2 separate regions of the Sus scrofa genome follow, and region 1 is linked to region 2. A link is a contact called in public HiChIP or PLAC-seq data. All regions are on one chromosome and are shown on one strand. Each heading gives the region's core, a stretch centred on a gene start, on an enhancer-like site or on the middle of the called end of the contact. The rest is flanking DNA. Distances are from core to core; before and after follow the strand shown. Region 1 overlaps LFNG (beta-1,3-N-acetylglucosaminyltransferase lunatic fringe). Region 2 holds the start of GRIFIN (galectin-related inter-fiber protein).

The links. HiChIP or PLAC-seq counts read pairs in DNA pulled down with a chosen protein or histone mark.
Region 1: an H3K27ac HiChIP or PLAC-seq map of skeletal muscle shows a contact between it and region 2, with 2.6 times the contacts expected there. The contact joins the enhancer-like site here to the promoter of GRIFIN in region 2. A contact is called at or near these places in 15 of 47 Hi-C or Micro-C datasets (alveolar macrophages, blood, brain and 8 more) and 2 of 2 datasets of contacts at active chromatin or transcription factors (alveolar macrophages and skeletal muscle).

Annotation. Positions count from the first base shown.
Region 1 is chr3:1,814,619-1,817,318 of Sscrofa11.1, reverse strand. It overlaps LFNG (beta-1,3-N-acetylglucosaminyltransferase lunatic fringe), which reads right to left. Exons shown (of 11, transcript XM_021085997.1): 5 at 1,449-1,497; 6 at 863-962; 7 at 583-736; 8 at 388-473. Among named protein-coding and RNA genes, the nearest start is that of TTYH3, 38 kb to the left of the region's middle. Within about 2 kb of position 1,323, at least 38 of the 83 cell types and tissues checked have an H3K27ac peak or open chromatin away from gene starts, as enhancers often do. A contact at or near this core is called in alveolar macrophages, retroperitoneal adipose tissue, skeletal muscle and 1 more, where this site is marked.
Region 2 is chr3:1,776,171-1,778,870 of Sscrofa11.1, reverse strand. It overlaps GRIFIN (galectin-related inter-fiber protein), which reads left to right and starts at 1,351. Exons shown (of 5, transcript NM_001145219.1): 1 at 1,351-1,375; 2 at 1,650-1,729; 3 at 1,823-1,982; 4 at 2,355-2,521; 5 at 2,681-2,700. The coding sequence starts at 1,364. The coding sequence ends at 2,696. All of the region lies in intron 2 of LFNG (beta-1,3-N-acetylglucosaminyltransferase lunatic fringe), which reads right to left.

The sequences.
Region 1 (2,700 bases), core at 74-2,573, 38 kb before region 2:
GGGGGGCTGGGCGGGACCCCGCCAGACAGAATGTCACACGGAGCGCTTGGTCAAGCTCCGGGAGGAGGCGGACATGCCCAGCGGAGCTCGCAGCCCCGTCTGTGTCCCTCACACGCTCTGGCGCCTGGCTGCTCCCCCCCACCTGAGCCACAGGACGGCCCCCTCCTCCACTCCAGCCTGATGATTCTCTGCAAGGAGGGGGTTACCAGGTGCAGGAAGGGGTCCTCCCCGACCTGGGTGCTGACCACCCTAGTGACCGGTGGGCGGTGGTGGGTCAGCCCAACCTGCCCGTGCACCACTGCTGCTGGGAAGATGAACCAAGCCAGGCCCCTCGGTGTGGTGACCTTGCCACGTGGGGCGGGCCCACCTGTGCCCCAGTGCACTCACCTGGCCCATGGGCTCATCTTCAGGGCCAGCCCTCGGCTGATGCAGAAGCCTGCCCCGCCGGTGGCAAACCAGAAGTGGACCGGCCGCTGTGGGAGGGGGAGCGTGGTGAGACTCCCAGACCCCACTGCCAGGCTGCGGGGGGGCCGCCGCCCCTCCAACCCCCGCGCCACAGGCCTGTGTGGCTGGAACACTCACCACCTTGGTCTCGCTGACCCTCTCCGTGGCCTGGATGGGCCTGTCCAGGCTGGGCTTGCCCAGGTAGATGTCCTGTGTGTGCGGGTAACTGGCCAGCAGCCTCAGCAAGGCCCGCACGTTCACGTAGTTATCATCATCCACGTGGCAGAACCACCTGGCAAGAGGCAGGCCGTCAGGGCGCCGTGCGGGGGTGGAGCGGGCTGGGGGGGGCGCAGCCGGGGCAGGAGCCCTGCGAGGGGACGGGGACACCGCTGGGCCCCAGCCAAAGGCCGGCACTCACTTTCTCCCGGATTCGATGAAGCGGTCGTACTCCACGGCCATCTTGCAGGACAGCGCCTGGCGGCTGTGGGCGGCCGAGCAGTTAGTATTGACCACGTTGCCTGCGGACAAGGGGAGGGGCTGTGAGTGGGTCCCAGCCGATGGCGAGAGAGCCGCCGGGGCCTGGGCTCACACAGCAGGTCCCCGGAGAGCAGAGCAAGATAAGGGGGTGGCAGTCGGTCAAGCTGGGCGAGCAACAGCGGGCCTCCCGACTCAGCCCCTCGCAGGAGCGGGACCCGGGCCTGGCGAGCCCCCCGCCCCCCCAGCCTAGCCCCTCCCAGGCGCCGCGCCCCGCCCCGCCCCGCCCCCGCCCATTCAGGCAGCTTTTCCCAGCACCAGCCACCTGTTGCCGCCACAGCAGCTCAAAGGGCCCGAGCTGAAAGGGCCTCATTTGCATGAAAATTGGGTGGGGGGCGAGTGGGGGGGCGGGGCCATGAGCAAACCCGTTGAGTAAACTGCCCTCCCAGGCCCGTGGCCTCGGTGACCTCTCCAGAGGGGAGGGTTTCCAGGAGGTGGAGCCCCCCTCCCTCCCCACACGCAGGGCTCACCCGTGCGCTTGGCCAGGGCTTCGTCTTCCCCGTCGGTGAAAATGAACGTCTGCAGGGAGAAATACGGCCTTGAACAGGCAGTCACCGTGGGGTCCAGGGCTGGGCACCCTGCGGCTTCACAGGACCCTCCGTGGCGCCCATGCCCCACCCTTCTCTGAGCCTCAATTTCCCCACGGGCAGCATGGGGCTCGAGTGCCCAGCCTGAGGAGACATGGGCCAGGGGCTCAGGAAGAACCCCCTCTCCACCTGGGCAGCTGGGCCCAAGGTCACCTGGCAGCTGTGCCGGCACGAGCCAGGTGGGGCGCCCCGCCCACCCGCCAGGTAACCGGCTCCCCGCCCGCCCCACGCACCTGGCGGGGCACACACCCTTATTGACACAGTGGCCGGCCTCTGGGAGGGGCAGAGGGCGGTGGGGGGACAGGCGGAGGAGGTTGGCTTTGGGAAGCCAAGTCTCAATCAGTCGGGGACAAAGGCTTTTGCTGGGCGGCTGCCAAGCCCTGGCGGACAAAGGGCCCGGAGGGAGGGTGAATCACCAGGCATTGTCCGCCAGCTTTGTCCTGGGCCGCGCGAGGCAGGGGAACTCGGCCGCGTTAAGCGGGAGTGGCCGCGCAGCACATTACCATACAGCTGGCCTGGTTAACTGGGCCGGGCTGGGCGCAAGGTCCGGCGGGCAGAGGTGCAGCCACAGCCTGCAGAGTCCCCCGGGCTGGGCCCTCAAGCTGAGGCCCCCCGCACCCTGGCCGTGTGACCAGCCAGCAGAGCCGGTCACTTTCACTGAGCCAAAGCATCCTCCAGGGTTCTAACGAGACTCCAACGGTCAGCAAGGTCGAGGCAGGAAACCGCACCTGCTCCAGTGCAGGGATCGGCGCCCCCAACGCCCCGCCCGCTGCTCAGGCAAGGAAACTCGGGCGCGCAGACCGGCCTCCCTCAAGGCCACATCAAGGCTCCACCTGTGCCAGCACAGGGCTACCTCTGCCAGGATCGCTCCGCGGAAGCGGGCGGGCGGTGGGGGGGCAACGAGGAGGGGCCCGGAGCTGCCGGCGCCCGCCTGGGCCCGTCGGCACACGGGGAGGAATGTTCCTTCCTCTGCCCGGCCCGCCCAGCGCGTGCCACCCCGTGCACCCAGGCGTGGCTGAGTGCAAAGCCAGGGGCCCGGGAGAGGGTGCTCTGAGCACAGGCCGAAGGAGACCCCCCACCTCCTCGCCCACCAGGGCTCGGTCTCCTTCTGGGAACAAAAAGGTCCAAGGTTAGA
Region 2 (2,700 bases), core at 102-2,601:
GCCGGGACCCTCCACAGGGATGTGCAACTGAGCCAAAACTCCACGGCAAGCAGGCTCAGGCAGGCAGGGCTGCTGCTCAGGGCTGCCCCCTGCAGGCAGGGCTGGATGGAACGGCCCGCACTGCCCGTTGGAGGTGGCGGCCACCTCCGTGTCCCTTCCCAGCCTTGGCCTTAGCATCACCCCCTTCATCAAAAATGACAGGCACACGCCCATCACCAGCACAGCGGAGAGAGGCCAGGCGGGACCACCAGGGGTCGGAGGGAATAATGGCCCAAGGGGAGTGCTGGGGTTCTGAGGGCCTGGCACTCCGGGCTGATCACCCCTAAGGGGCTGGCGAGCCAGGTACATGCCTATCCCGAGACTCACTGGGCAGGGAAAGAGCAGCAGCACCCAGAGCCACACACGCTTACCCTGGCACAGGACACCCCGCACACCCAGGCTCACTGTCCACGCACACTCGAGTTTTCCCACCACTGGGTCCCTGGCTCAGCACACCCACACACACGTTCACCTGCACACCTGCTCACACACTCAGCCACCTGCTCACGGCACACTCACGGCATGCTCACCACACACAGCAGCCTGGTGCTCTGCGCCCAGCCTGGCTCCTCTCTGGGTCCCGGACAGTGCAGCTCCCCCCACAGCCGCCCCCAAAGCCTGGGGACACTCTGCCTGTCTCCCCAGCAGGCTTCCCGAGGGCCCCCGGCCTGGCCCCTCCCCAGCTCGGCTGCGAGGGGCCCAGGAGCCAGGCCAGAAGGGGCGAGGGGGTGTGGGAAAGGCCCTCCCCCAGCCCGTCCGTCCACCCAAGCCCTGGAATGCGCTGACCGCAGCGGCCCAGCCTAATCCCGACTCTGCCCCGTGGGGCCAGCGAGTTGCTGGAACAGGGCAGCCAGGGGAGGCTGGGCTGGGGGACGCGGATTTGGGGTGCCAGGTGGCCAAATGGCCCCCGAAGCCCAGGGCAGGGTTGAGAGCCTCCCCCGGCCCCCTCGCTAGACCAGATGGGAGGGTTTGGGCCCCTGAGATCCTGGAGGTCAAGGCTGGGGGGGTGCTGCCTCAGCCCCGCCCTTCCCACAAGAATGGGTAGAAGCTGCTTTCGGGGTGGGTGGAGGATCCTAAGAAGTGGAGTTGGAGAGCCAGACAGGCCCCTGAGGAAAGGAGGGTGAGGAGGGGGCCGCCCCGTCCGGGGCTTGAATGGAGGACCTGCTGGTGGGGGAGGGGGAAGCCGAGGATGGGGGGTGGGGAGTGGGGGCAGGGAAGGGCAATGAGCTCACCAGGCCATCCCGGGGTGGGGCTCCCGCACCCCCGCCCCGCCCAGCCCGCATATATCCCCAGGCTCGCGCTGCGCCCAGCAGAAGCTGGGGAGATGGCACTGCAGGTGGGTGAGACCTGGACTCGGGCGACGGGAGCAGGGCCTGGTGGGGTCCCCAAGTCAGCTGCGCTCCTCCCGCCCAGAGCTGCCTGCTCACCAGGACCCCCCGCTCATCAGGCTGCGAAGGCATTGCGTTTAGACCCCTGCCGCCTCGTCGCGAAGGGAACGTTGCTCAGGGGGCCAGGGTCCCAGCAAAGAGCACACTGGGTGGTGGGAGGGGAGCCTCCGGACAAGTGGGTGGCCACACGCCAGGGGTCTCTGTCCCCTCTTTTGTCTGCAGTTTGAAGCCTTCTATGCAGGGGGCCTGGCCCCCGGCTGGAACCTGCTGGTCCAGGGACACTCTGACTCTGGAGAGGACAAGTAAGGGACATCGCCCTCCCGGGGTCCCCCCCGGCCTTGGGCGGGTGACGGCTCAGGCATCTGCAGCTCTCACGGACCCCATGATGCCCCCAGGTTCGAGATCAACTTCTTGTCGGAGGCGGGGGACATTGTCTTCCACATCAAGCCCCGCTTCTCCAGCGCCAGCATCGTGGCCAACACCTTCCAGGGCGGTCGCTGGGGCCAGGAGGAGGTGTCCACCGTCTTCCCGCTGGTGCTCGGGGAGCCCTTCGAGGTGACGGGGGTGGGGGAGGCCCATGGGGGAGGGGCGCCTGTGGTCGCATCAGGTGCCCGCTGCTTGGTGGGAGGGATGCTGCGTAGCAGCCGGGGCCCCTGGCGGGGGGCACTAACTGTAGGTGCTTACAGGTCAGCCGGCTAGGGCAGGAGTCTCACTGCGGGCCCCCAGCCACCCCGCTGAGGAGAGAGGAAGGGCTCCCAGCAGGGGCCTCAGAACTGCCCTGGGTGGGGGGGACTGCATGACGGGGTTCCACGTGCGGAGGGGACCCTGGGCCTCCGGCTGTGCTTCCTGGACTCAGAGCCGCCTGAGCTCAATGCAGGGGCAGGAGAGAGGCCCGGGGGGCTGTGGTCACTGTCCCCCTGCCCCCAGATGGAGGTCAGCTCGGACGCGGAGCACTTCCACGTCCACGCCCAGGAGCACAAGGTGCTGCAGTTCGCCCACCGCCACAGGCCGCTGGCCGCCATCACCCGGGTGCAGGTGCTGAGTGACCACCGGCTGGCCCAGGTGGAGCTGGCCAGGAGAGGCCTGAGCTGGGGGTAACGTTCCTGTCCCCCCCAGTGCCCCCCACGGCAACATCTTTACCCAGGACCCCATCCGCCGGGTGGGGGTGGGGGCTGTGGGCGGGGTCCGCCATCCACACCCCGCGAGTCTGGGGCGGGGGGCTGCGGCTGAGGCGGCGTCTTGGATGTTTGCAGGGAAGGGGGCTACTGAGCTG